2 separate regions of the Mus musculus genome follow, and region 2 is linked to region 1. The links are chromatin contacts, called in public HiChIP or PLAC-seq maps. All regions are on one chromosome and are shown on one strand. The core of a region is the stretch at or near the end of the contact, and the rest is flanking DNA. Distances in the headings are between cores, read along the strand shown. Region 1 holds the start of B4galnt2 (beta-1,4-N-acetyl-galactosaminyl transferase 2). Region 2 overlaps Igf2bp1 (insulin-like growth factor 2 mRNA binding protein 1).

The links. HiChIP or PLAC-seq counts read pairs in DNA pulled down with a chosen protein or histone mark.
Region 2: an H3K27ac HiChIP or PLAC-seq map of embryonic stem cells shows a contact between it and region 1, with 17 read pairs. The contact joins the enhancer-like site here to the promoter of B4galnt2 in region 1. A contact is called at or near these places in 1 of 39 promoter capture datasets (embryonic stem cells), 4 of 115 datasets of contacts at active chromatin or transcription factors (embryonic stem cells and extraembryonic endoderm stem cells) and 3 of 9 other capture datasets (adipose tissue, liver and pancreatic islet).

Annotation. Positions count from the first base shown.
Region 1 is chr11:95,912,642-95,918,349 of GRCm38.p6, reverse strand. B4galnt2 (beta-1,4-N-acetyl-galactosaminyl transferase 2) reads left to right here and starts at 3,479. Exons shown (of 11, transcript NM_008081.3): 1 at 3,479-3,530. The coding sequence starts at 3,520.
Region 2 is chr11:95,980,416-95,986,123 of GRCm38.p6, reverse strand. The region is part of intron 2 of Igf2bp1 (insulin-like growth factor 2 mRNA binding protein 1); the gene reads left to right. Among named protein-coding and RNA genes, the nearest start is that of Mir3063, 20 kb to the right of the region's middle. Within about 2 kb of position 3,438, at least 105 of the 459 cell types and tissues checked have an H3K27ac peak or open chromatin away from gene starts, as enhancers often do. A contact at or near this core is called in embryonic stem cells and extraembryonic endoderm stem cells, where this site is marked.

The DNA.
Region 1 (5,708 bases), core at 2,230-4,729:
TCCCAAGTAGATCAAGAGACTTGTCAGAGAGAAATATCCCAAGTTAAAGATGAGGAAAGGCAGGCTGGAGAGATGGCTCAGTGGTTAAGAGCACTGTCTGCTCTTCAAAAAGTTGTGAGTTCAAATCCCAGCAACCACATGACTATCTGTAATGAGATCTGATGCCTTCTTCCAGGGTGTCTGAAGACAGACAGCTTCGGCAAGTGGGTGGGGCAAAAAGAAAAAGTGTCTGAAGATAGTTACAGTGCACTTACTTTTTTGTTTGTTTGGTTTTTTTTCAAGACAGGGTTTCTCTGTATAGCCCTGGCCTTGAACTCAGAAATCCGCCTGCCTCTGCCTCCCGAGTGCTGGGGTTAAAGGCGTGTGCCACCACACCTGGCTTTTTTTTTTTAAAGATTTATTTATTATTATATCTAAGTACACTGTAGCTATCTTCAGACACACCAGAAGAGGGCGTCAGATCTCATTACAGATGGCTGTGAGTCACCATGTGGTTGTTGGGATTTGAATTCAGGACCTTTGGAAGAGCAGTCGGTGCTCTTAACCACTGAGCCATCTCTCCAGCCCCCTACAGTGCACTTACATATAATAAAAAAATAAATAGGCATCCTTTTCCAAGTGACTGGGGCCCAGGAGGGCGAAGGAGCTTCCTGGCACACCTGTATGGTTTTTATAGTAACAGTAGGCTCCTTTGAGACAAAGTAGGCAGCTTCAGGGTGACACTTACCCAGCAGATGAGGAGAGAGCAGGTGGAGGGAGAGTAAACCTTTCCAAGTGATGAACTCCCAGGAGGGCATAGCAGTTTCCAAGAGCCAGAGAGACTGAGAGATGCCCTCACAGTGGAGATGAAGAGCAGGAGGGCAAGAAGTGGTTGAAGAGGCAGACCCCAGAATTTGGAGGCAAATATGGTGGGTGACAGAAGCCAGCAGAAACAAATGAACCATAGGTCCATATACACCTTACTGAAATAAAGTCAGCAGCTTGGTTCAGTTAGGAAGCCAGGCCCCTTGAAAAGGGGTTTATTTATGCCCCACTGAGAGGTTTCAGCATCGGATGTATAAAGTGAGGGCGTGGCCACCCCAAGGTATGGTTGAGGGCATGGTTTCTATTGTAGATGTGAGGGAGACTACAGTCAGAGGCATCTGGAAGAGTCTAGAGCATAGAGACTAAGTAGTTTAGTCGATTGAATGTGGCTAGCAGACTGAACTTGGCCATGGGAAGGCAGGGAGGGAAGCAACCCTCGGAGAGGAGCAGAAGAGAGGGGACGGAGAGGAGAAGACAAAGGAGAGCAATCAAGAGTGCACAGCTGACCTGTCTAGGAAAACAAGAAAGAAAGAAAGAAAGAAAGAAAGAAAGAAAGAAAGAAAGAAAGAAAGAAAGAAAGAGAGAGAGAAAGAGAGAGAGAAAGAGAGAGAGAGAAAGAAAGACAGACAGAAAGACAGAAAGAAAGAAAGAAAGAAAGAAAGAAAGAAAGAAAGAAAGAAAGAAAGAAAGAAAAGAAAGAGCGAGCACGCAGCTGAAATGGAAGGGTTTTAAGGGAAGGAGAAAGTGAGGAAGGGACCAGCATGGGCTGGGAACAGTTAGGGTAGGGAGTGGGGTGGGAAAAGCAGCCACAGGCAGTTGTGAAACTGAGGAAGTCTGCATGCAGGTCAGCATCCACTTTGGCATACTACTAAATACCACAAATAGTCTTGTCCTGACCTGACAGGCGCCATATCACTACCCAGAAAGCTGAATTCATATCCACCATGAAAAGAAAAGGGGCTCTCTGACGCCCACCAGCCCGTCTGGCTTCTGCTTCTCTCTCCCCAGCCCTCTCTCCGAGTGTTTACCCCCTCCCCCGCCTCTTTCTCTGTCTCTCTTTATCTCTTTTTCTGCTTCTACTTCATTCTCAACCCCCTTTCCATCCCCACCTCAAAAAAAAAGCAAAAAACAAAAAACAAAAAAAGAAAGAAAAAAAAGAAAGAAAGAAAAGAAAAGAAAAGGAAAGGAAAGGAAAGAAAAGAAAAGAAAAGAAAAGAAAAGAAAAGAGGGAGATCAGACTTATGATGGAGTTGGAAAAAATGGCTTTATTCTTTCTTTTGAGTTTCTTGTATATTCTATGGCAATCCTGTCAGGTGTACAGCGGGCAAAGATCCTCCCTCCCCCACGCTGCATTCTACGAGTTATATATTCATCTAACTGGTGTGTAACTAAGGGTGACCCTGGATTCTGATCCTCCTGCCTCAGTGACTATATCTTTCTTACCCGGTTGGATATTTAGGATTACTTTGTTTTTAGCCGTACTTCCTTTCTGGGACACGGCAAGGTATACTATGTGTAAGCAGACGATTGCACACCGTCCTCTGCATACCTGAAACTAGCCGCATGCACGCAGTTTGGCAGGATCAGAACAACAGTAGGATCCCATTCTCGTCTCAACGGAGAAGAGCCCCCCCCCCCCGAAAACCACCCCCAACACCTTTCGAAAAGGGTTTCACAAACACAAATGCGGAACGATTTCGAGTGAAATTCGCTTTTTTCCTACGTCCAAGCAAAAAGGCATTATGTGGTCCGATAGGTCATTGTAAGAGAGATTGGGCTACGGATGCGGCTTTGTTTTCCTGTCACGACAATTTGCGGTAGAGTGTTAGGGGAAAGGTAAGGACAAAGGCTGAATTTGAGGGAACTGAAATTTGAGCTGTAGAAGGGCCCGAGATGATAGGGAGAGCTAGGAGTGGACTACGAAACTGTGTTTCTTTCTAGGGTGGACAGAAAAGCTTGATGACCCGGGGAGGCTGAGAAAGAGAATTAATTTGGAAAGAAGCGCAGGGGCCGGGTTGCGGGTTGCAGGTTGCAGCGAGCGCCCAGGTTATCCAGGCCGTGCTAGGACACGCCTTGAAGCCCGGAGGACCGCTCTGGAGCGAGAGCAGATAGAGCGGAAAGCCATTTGCCCGGATGAGGAAAGCGGTGGCACGGGATCGTACTTTCTCCAGCTTCACCTAGTTCATCCTGAAGTTTGGGTAAAACCCTGAATCCTCTCTATCTCCCTCTAAAAGACCTGCCCACCAAAGAAATGGGGGTGAGCAGAGATGGCTTGCATTTTTAGCCCCGAACCCAAAGGACATAAAATACACCAAAGTGGGTTGAGACGCTGCTTACTGTCTGATTATCCCCAACTTGCCTAGATTTCTTCACCTGAAAATCAAGCCACAGAACTGTCGTCGGGGCTGTTATAGTTTATACAAGTAAATAAAGCGTTAGAACCTGACTGTAACTCTTCTAGTAGGAAAAGCCTGGGCGTTGGTCACCGGAGGGATCATGTACCGGGACATAGGCTCCTGGCGCCGCACAGCCACAGTGGACCAACTTAAATAGTGTCAAAACCGTTGGAACACATCCTGGACGCGAGGCAAGGTCCAGCGCCTGGGCGGGGGTTGTGCGAGGTAGGCGGGCGCGGTCCCTGGGACTCGCAGCTCATTCCTGCTCGCGTCCAGACCTGCGGTAGGCAGTCTGCAGAAGTGGCTGGAGCGAGCTGCGATGACTTCCAGGTAGTGAGTGTCCCTGGGCCGGAGGAACGTGGGCACGCGGAGTTGGGGAGGAACAGGTGTAACGGCGGCAGCCAGCAGTGCTCAGACAGCAGGCAGCCGGCTGGTGGAGCCCGGGGAGTCTTCGCGTGGGTGACAAGGATCTCCCGGCACAGTGCGTGCCTTCCTGGCTAGACATCCCGCTCCTCTCTCCCGTCTCAGACGCTGCGCCGGCTCAAACCCGGAACCGGTTTTCCCATGGGAAAATCCGACTTGGAGGTTGATCTCCAGGGGGTGGGGGGCAAGTCCGAGCGTGGGGTCGTGTCTTGGGGGTGCCGGGTGCGCTGAACGGGGATCAGGCGCCTACCTGACTGAGTCTGGTACCCAGCTGTAGGATGTGGGTTTAGGCAAGTGTAAGAGCCTGGATCCCTGAGTCCTTTCCAGAGAGTTTTATAGCAGCCCTCACAGAGCCAATGGGTTTCAGAAGGTTGCATCAGGAGTAAGAGGCTCAGCTGTACCTCAATGCACCGCACAACACCGTGGAACGCTGAAGAGGCTGAACTTAGGCGTGTTCGATTAAGTTTTACAAAACACTCAGAAGGATCAGAAACGAGTTGTGTGAGTTAGAAATCATTTTGGTGTGTTACACACACCTCCTCAAAGTTTCTCTCTCTCTCTCTCTCTCTCTCTCTCTCTCTCTCTCTCTCTCTCTCTCTCTCTTTCTCTCTCTTTTTTCAAAAGCAAATGCAGTTAAAGGGAGGGGCATGTAGCTCTGATGGTGAAGTGCTTGCCTGACACTCAGAGGCCAGTCACTACTACTAAACTACCTGGAAGGCAGAGGGCCACAATTCTGAGGCCAGATGGACATCCGATCTGATCTCAAAACTTTCAAAGGGGCTGAGGAAGTTCCTCAGTGGTATACGGTTTGCAGACTCTGCACCAGGACCAGGTTTGGGGGGGGGGGGGTTGTTTGTTTGTTTTTAAAGCACACATTTGTTCCACAAAGGATTTAGGGAGAGAGTGGAGGAAGGCAGATATTGGGAGTCTGCTGTGCATTGCTAAGGAAGGGCTTCAGGAATCCCAGAGTCCTTCAATATTCTTTCTAGCTTCCTGCTTCCTGCATGTGGGAGGAGATAGGAGCTGGGACTTCTGTTTCATAGACTCAGTCAACTTGAATGATGCTAATGAACACAAGGCTGGCACATTTTGGGCCAGACTTTGTTTTTCCTTCACTTATAAAGAGCTAGAATTGTACCCTTAGATCTACGATTTTCATCTCTGAAGTCTGCTATTTTCCTGTTTTGACTATACAGTGCTGGCCAGTGTGGCCTTGGGGAAACATCTCTTCCAACTTCTGACTTTCTATTTCTGAAATGGGACAGTTTCCCTCAAAAACAAACAAACAAATAAACAAACAAAACCCACACAAAACCAACCAAACAAACAAACAAAGCCAAACACTTCCCCAAATAAAACAAAAACCCAAGAAGAGATTAGTGTCCTCTAAACAAAACTGACTATATATTAATTATTCCACTCATTTCAAAAGCCAGTGTGATGGCTCATGTCTGTCCACTCTTCAAGGTCATCTTTTGCTACATTGTGAGTTTGAAGCCAGCCTGGGCTACATGAGACCTTGGCTCCAAAGGTGGAAAAAAACGTTCAATTCATTTTATACGCCAGGAGCACCTAGGAGAGGGCTCCAGGATTATGTCTCTGTAAAGTGGACTGAAAAGCCTGATGAAGGAAGAGGGGGGCCAGGATGGAGAGATGCACTCATTCCTATGCAGCACTGATTCAGGGTGGAGCGGCTGTGTTCTGGATTCTCCCAGCAGCTCTCCTAACAGTTCCTATGAAGAATATACTGCACGTATCTCCACTTTACAGTGGGGGAAATGGAGGGAGAAGGTTGTCTGAGAACCATGCTGGAAGGAGCTGATTGGATTGTAGCAATTGTTTACTAGAATTTTATTTAACCAGTGTTGAAGAACTTTCTCTCTCTCCTCCCCCCACCCCCCACCCCCTTTCTCATTTTCACACACTCACTTAAAAAAAAAGAGCTAGCTACTGGATAGTCCCTACTATGTGCTGGGTATCTTTTTTGTTGTTGTTAGCTTTTTTTGTTTTGTTTTGTTTTTTGTTTTAGGGGGGGTTTCGAGACAGGGTTTCTCTATATAAGTGCTGGGTATCTTTTTTTGTTGT
Region 2 (5,708 bases), core at 2,189-4,688, 68 kb before region 1:
GATGGGTGGATGTGTGGTAGGGTCTTTGGCTTTATGGGTGGGTCCATCTTGAAATTCTGCACAAATTTTTTTTTTGGGGGGGGCAGAGAGTGTTTTTAGCTCTTACCATATTCCTAAAAAGAAGAAAAGCTAAGAGTCAGTTACTTAGACAATTCGTGTTACAAAAAATCCCTCTATTAGGGCTGGAAAGATGGCTCAGCAGTTAAGAGCACTGACTGTTCTTCCAGGGGTCCTGAGTTCAATTCCCAGCAACCACATGGTGGCTCACAACCATCTGTAATGGGATCTGACGCCCTATTCTGGTGTGTCTGAAGAGAATGATGGTGTATTTGCATACATAAAGTAAGTAAATAAATCTTGAAAAGAAAAGAAAAGAAATCCCTTTATTAAGGAAAGCTGCCTATAGGTAGACCGGCTGATCTCTGTCTGTGGACACCTGAGATGCTCTAGTCCTACTGCTCCCCCTGACCCCCTCCTGAGGAATGGTCCCCAGAGAGTCTTGATTTGAGTGAGGCCACAGGCTGAGGCAAAACTTGGCTTTGGGGTGGGATCGATGTGAAGTTCCCAATTTAGTCTTGTTTTCCAAGGAGATGAAAGTTTAGGCTTAAGACTGGATCCTCTGCAGATTGACTGTATTCAAAAATGTTACTACCACCCTCATCCAGCTTTTACCACTGTGGTTTAAGGGAACTTTGGTTTTTTTTTTTTTTAATTTTATTTATTTTATGTATGTGAGTACACTGTAGCTGAACAGATGGTTGTGAGCCTTCATGTGGTTGTTGGGTGTTGAATTTAGGACCTCTGCTCGCTCTGGTCAACCCCGCTCCCTCAGTCCCTGCTCACTTCAGTCCAAAGATTCATTTATTACTATAAGTACACTGTAGCTGTCTTCAGACACACCAGAAGAGGGCGTCAGATCTCATTACAGATGGTTGTGAGCCATCATGTGGTTGCTGGGAATTGAACTCAGGACCTTTGGAAGAGCAGTGAGTGCTCTTAACCACTGAGCCATCTCCACAGCCCGGGAACTTAGCCATCAACACTTCGCTCTGGGTGTGGAGGTGAAGGGAGCACTTTTTCAGAGAATAAGAACTTTGTGAGAGTTGGCTTGGTTCAGGAGTTAAGACCACTGACTGCTCATCAAGAAGACTCAGGTTCCATTCCCAGCATCTGCATCGCAAGGCTGCTTAGAGCCACCCACCCTTAACTCTGGTTCCAGGGTATCTGAGACCCCAGAGCCTCACCACCTCATCATACGTGTTCAGCACTTACATGTGTGCAGGCTTATACACGTAAAATGAACAATCTTTTAAAAAAGAGAACTCTGAAAATCTTATATCCATTTTTTGGGGGGTGGGTGGGTGTTGGTTTTTCCAGACAGGGTTTCTCTGTGTAGCCCTGGCTGTCCTGGAACTCACTTTGTAGACCAGGCTGGCCTTGAACTCAGAAATCTGCCTACCTCTGCCTCCCAAGTGCTGGGATTAAAGGCGTGTGCCACCCATTGCCCGGCTAAATCTTAAATCCTTAAAAGAACAGGTAGAGTATCAGGATGATTGTTCTGAGTTGGAGGCTAGTCTGGGCTACAGAGTATAACTCACAGGAAAAAAAAATGGGGGTCGGACTGCACTGGGAGTATAGCTAGAATCCCAAAGCCCTGACCTCGATACCTAGGACCCTGTAGAACCGAACATTGTAGCTCATCTTTGCCTGTAATTCCAGTGTATAGAAGTTCATTTCAAAACCAAAACAGAAGATAATATTATCTTAATTGGTGTTTCTAGTATGCTAGAAAAATGGCCTTTCAACAAAATGTAAAACTATACATCTGGAAAACTAGATCTGCTTCAGGCTGGGTATAGTGAGTCGTGCTTTTAATCCCAGCACCACCCAGCACACCCAGGCCGAGGCAAGCCTGGTCTACATAGGGCAGCTAGGGCTATGCAGAAAAAACAGGTCTCAAAAAGCAAACGAAACCCAAAACAAAAAAGTAGATGGAGTTTTGGTTCTACTCCTGGCTTTGGCGTTCAGTGATTATGAAATGCAGACAGGATACTCATGGCGTATTTTAATCTCGGCCCTGGGCTGTCAAACAAAGCCGCCGGTAGCACATTTCTATAAAATGAACACAGTTCTATAAAATGGACCCGGGAGAGATACTCCTAATCCCAAGCACCCCCATGTGTGTATACGATGTGATGGGTGTATGGCGGTGTGATGGGTGTATGGCGGTGTGATGGGTGTATGGCGTTGTTCTTTTGTCTCTCTGCCTCTTTAAATCTCTCCTGGCATATTTCCCCTGCTTGGCCTCCCTGTCCTCACATCCCCAGGTGTCCTCACATCCCCAGGTGAATTTCCTGGTTAGCAGGAGTCTGTTGAGCTGCCCTCCAGGCTGGATCTCTGAGGGTCAGAGCGAGCAGAGAACAGGGGAAAGCTGTTTGCACTTAGGAACCATTTTGGCTGTTCTAACCATTGCCTTTAATGGCCACTGCTGGCGGCGCTATAGCTGCTAGAGGGTCAGGGCAGCTGGTTCTCTCTCCTTGCTGGAGCTGGGCTTGGCCCTCCCGGCACTAAGAGTGCTTAGGTGTGGTGCCCTTTTACCTATAGGACATAACCACTACTCAGCCTGGCCTTGGTAGACCCGGGTTTATTGGAGCAGGGTCAATGTAGCAGAGATGGAGGAGTGGAAGACTTTCTTTCTCTGTCATTGTGAACACATTTATTTAGATTCAGCAATGACTGTCACCGCCCCTTCCACTCTACCTCCAGGTCTCCTTTAGAATACTGTCAGGGGCTTGCTGGACTTAGCTCCCACCAGGAGAAACCCCTGGGAAGTGTGAGTTGTGCTCCCACTCATCAGGAGCTCTAAGCCAGCTCAACCTTCCTCACGCTGGGACCTTTAATACAGGTCCTAAGGTTGTGCTGACCTCCAACCACAACATTATTTTTGTTGCTACTTCGTAGCTAGTTTTGCTACAGTTATGAACCGTAATGTTCTGTCCTGATATCAGCTCCTAGGCGACCCCTGTGAAAGGGTAGGTAAGTAAGTAGGGTCTGTGGATCCCCAAAGAGTTGTAAGCCACAGATTTAGAGCCACTGTAAGCCCTCAGCACACCAGCCTAACGCAGCCAACTCTGGGCCTCTCATAGGTGGGATGAGTAAGTTATCCAAAGGGGTTGTAATGTAAGCAAGGGAATTTAGGTTACAGGTCCCAGCAGTGCCCTGTGCGGTTTGGGCCTGAAAGGAATTAGGTAGCACCAGGCTCAGTGGAAAGCCAGGCTTAGAAGACAAAGGTCCTCTTCCAGGCTATCCCCTTGGGTTTTAATCAGGGCTGGGGGCTTTGCTGAGAAGGAAGTCTGGGAGGAGCCTAGAGTGGGTTCCCAGGATGGGGTGTGTATGCCCTAGAGGGTGAGGGAGGGCTGCTGGGATGTCTTTCTTTCATTGGTTGGGTAGACCTGCCCTCCTCCCCCTCCCGCTCCTGGAACATTCCAGACATTCCAGCCAATCTGCCTGCCATTGCTTTCTGGATATGGATTAACAAACATCCTTGCAGAGATTAGATTTCACTGCTACCACCCTGCTCCTGCCATACTGAATAGAAGGCCCCAAATCAGAGTTTGGACAGGCAAGTCTTGGCCTTTGACCTGGGATTGCACTAATGGGTTCTTTCAAACTAGGCTCCTGTTCTGGGGTTGCTGTATGCCTTGTTTCTTCCTAGGCAGGCTGCCTTCATCTCCCCTCTATCCAGAAGGACTTCCTGGGGGGAGGTGTCCGGGGCTGGGCACTGTTCATTTTCTCCCAGATTCTTCACCCATCTGAACATACTCGGTGTATCTATTTGGTTAGCAAAGGTGTTTTGTGAGAAACCCTTACCAGGGAGATCCAAAGCTGCCTTTTGGCCAGTCCTTGGATCTGGTACCTGGTGGAATGGGGTCTAAGGACTCAGCAATGGGCTTGTTGGCTTCCCGTGTGTGTCTGACACAGAGCACGCCTCACGCCGCTGGACCGGGTGTTGACTTTGTGGTTCTCCTGCCAGTACTGTGGGTGCTGGGATTACAGAGGGTCGACAGGCTTATCTATCCGTGCAGTCCTGGGACTTGAGCGCAGGACTTTGTGTCTGCTAGACAAATGCTGTACTCGTGGAGTTATGTCTGTCTGTCTTCCCCTCCTCTTCTATCACTGCAACGCCACCTTCCGACTGGCCTACTGTTCTATAGACTGGCCTGTGCGTGCATCAGTCCTGCTTTAGCCTGGAATCATGGCTCAAGCCTCCAGACTCAGCTGACTGTTTCCAATCCTCACTGTATCTACTCTAACTTTGTTAGGTCAAGTTCACAAACCACCAAGGTTTTCCTTCAAACAGATCCACCTTTCCTTTAGCTTTTTATTATTTCTTTTTCAAGATAGGATTTCTCTGTATAACCTTTGCTATCCTGGGACTCATTGTGTAAACCAGGCTGGCCTCGAACTCAGAGATCTGCCTGCCCCTGCCTCTTGAGTGCTGAGTTTGAGGAGGAAGAGGTTGGGTTTGGGTCAGGGGTGACATAGCTAAAGGAGCCGGGGACACCACTGCTCCACTCTTTTAGCTATGTCATTCCCAGATTTTCCCTGCTGTAGCTTGTCAACAAGGAGTTGTCGCTCTCAGAATTTCAGACTCAGTGGATCACAGAGACCCTTCTATTTTACACTAGACCCTGCTTTGGTAGGGACTGCCTAGGACAACTAAGGCCAACACACCCACTGTTAGGGCCTTGCATTCCTTTTTGCTTGCCCCACCCCACAGCTTGATGCCAGCTCTTCTGGTAGCCCACTGAGCATACGTGACTCAGCATTCTCTCACCTTGGGTACACTACACCGGTATTTTGCCTTCCTGTATGCCTGTGTGCCTTGTGCATGCAGTGCCTGTAGGGGCCAGAAGAGGGCATCTGATCCCCCTCATTATAGAAGGTTGTAACTCATCCTGGGCCTGGTGGCAATTAAATCCTGCTCCTCTAGAAGAGCTCCCAGTACTCTAAACCGCTGAGCCATCTCTCCAACGCCCTGGATCTCCGCCCTGGATCTCGTCTTTGAACTAAAGGTTTGTACGGGATCAAAGACACACAGAGATCTAAATGACAATTGACTAACCCATCAAGTCAATCTAAATGTCTTAAGCTCAGAGATTAAGGTATTGATTTGGGTGGTGAGCAGACTCTCTGGGTCACTCTGGACCTTAGCCTTGAACCTGCATTCCTCAAGGGAAATCAGTTTTTTCAGAGCCATTTGAAAGCTGGGATGGAGTAAGTATAGTATAGTCACCTGGGAGAAAAAAGGTGGTCCTGATGCTGCGCTGTGTGTTGATCACTCTGGAGAACTTTAGCCATTCATAGATGCATCTATTGTTACACTTTAAGAATTCACCCCAAGTCTTTCCTAAGCGCTTTACAAACACTATCTAATGCCACCTCCCACTTGTGAATGGGGTTTATCCTTGTTGTACAAAGCGGGGGGAGACCAGGTCTCAAAGAACTTAAGTAATCTTCTAATGTGCTAATAAGTGGTTTAGATCCCTAGTTGTGCCAAGGGCTTAACCACTGTACTATTATTATCTTATGCAATTGTTCGCATATATTGTTTCCCTTAATACGATGTGAGCGCCTGGGTCAGGCATTCCGCCACTTTTGTTCATTGCTGTGCCCCAGTCCTGCGAGCAAAGTACAGCTTGAAGTAG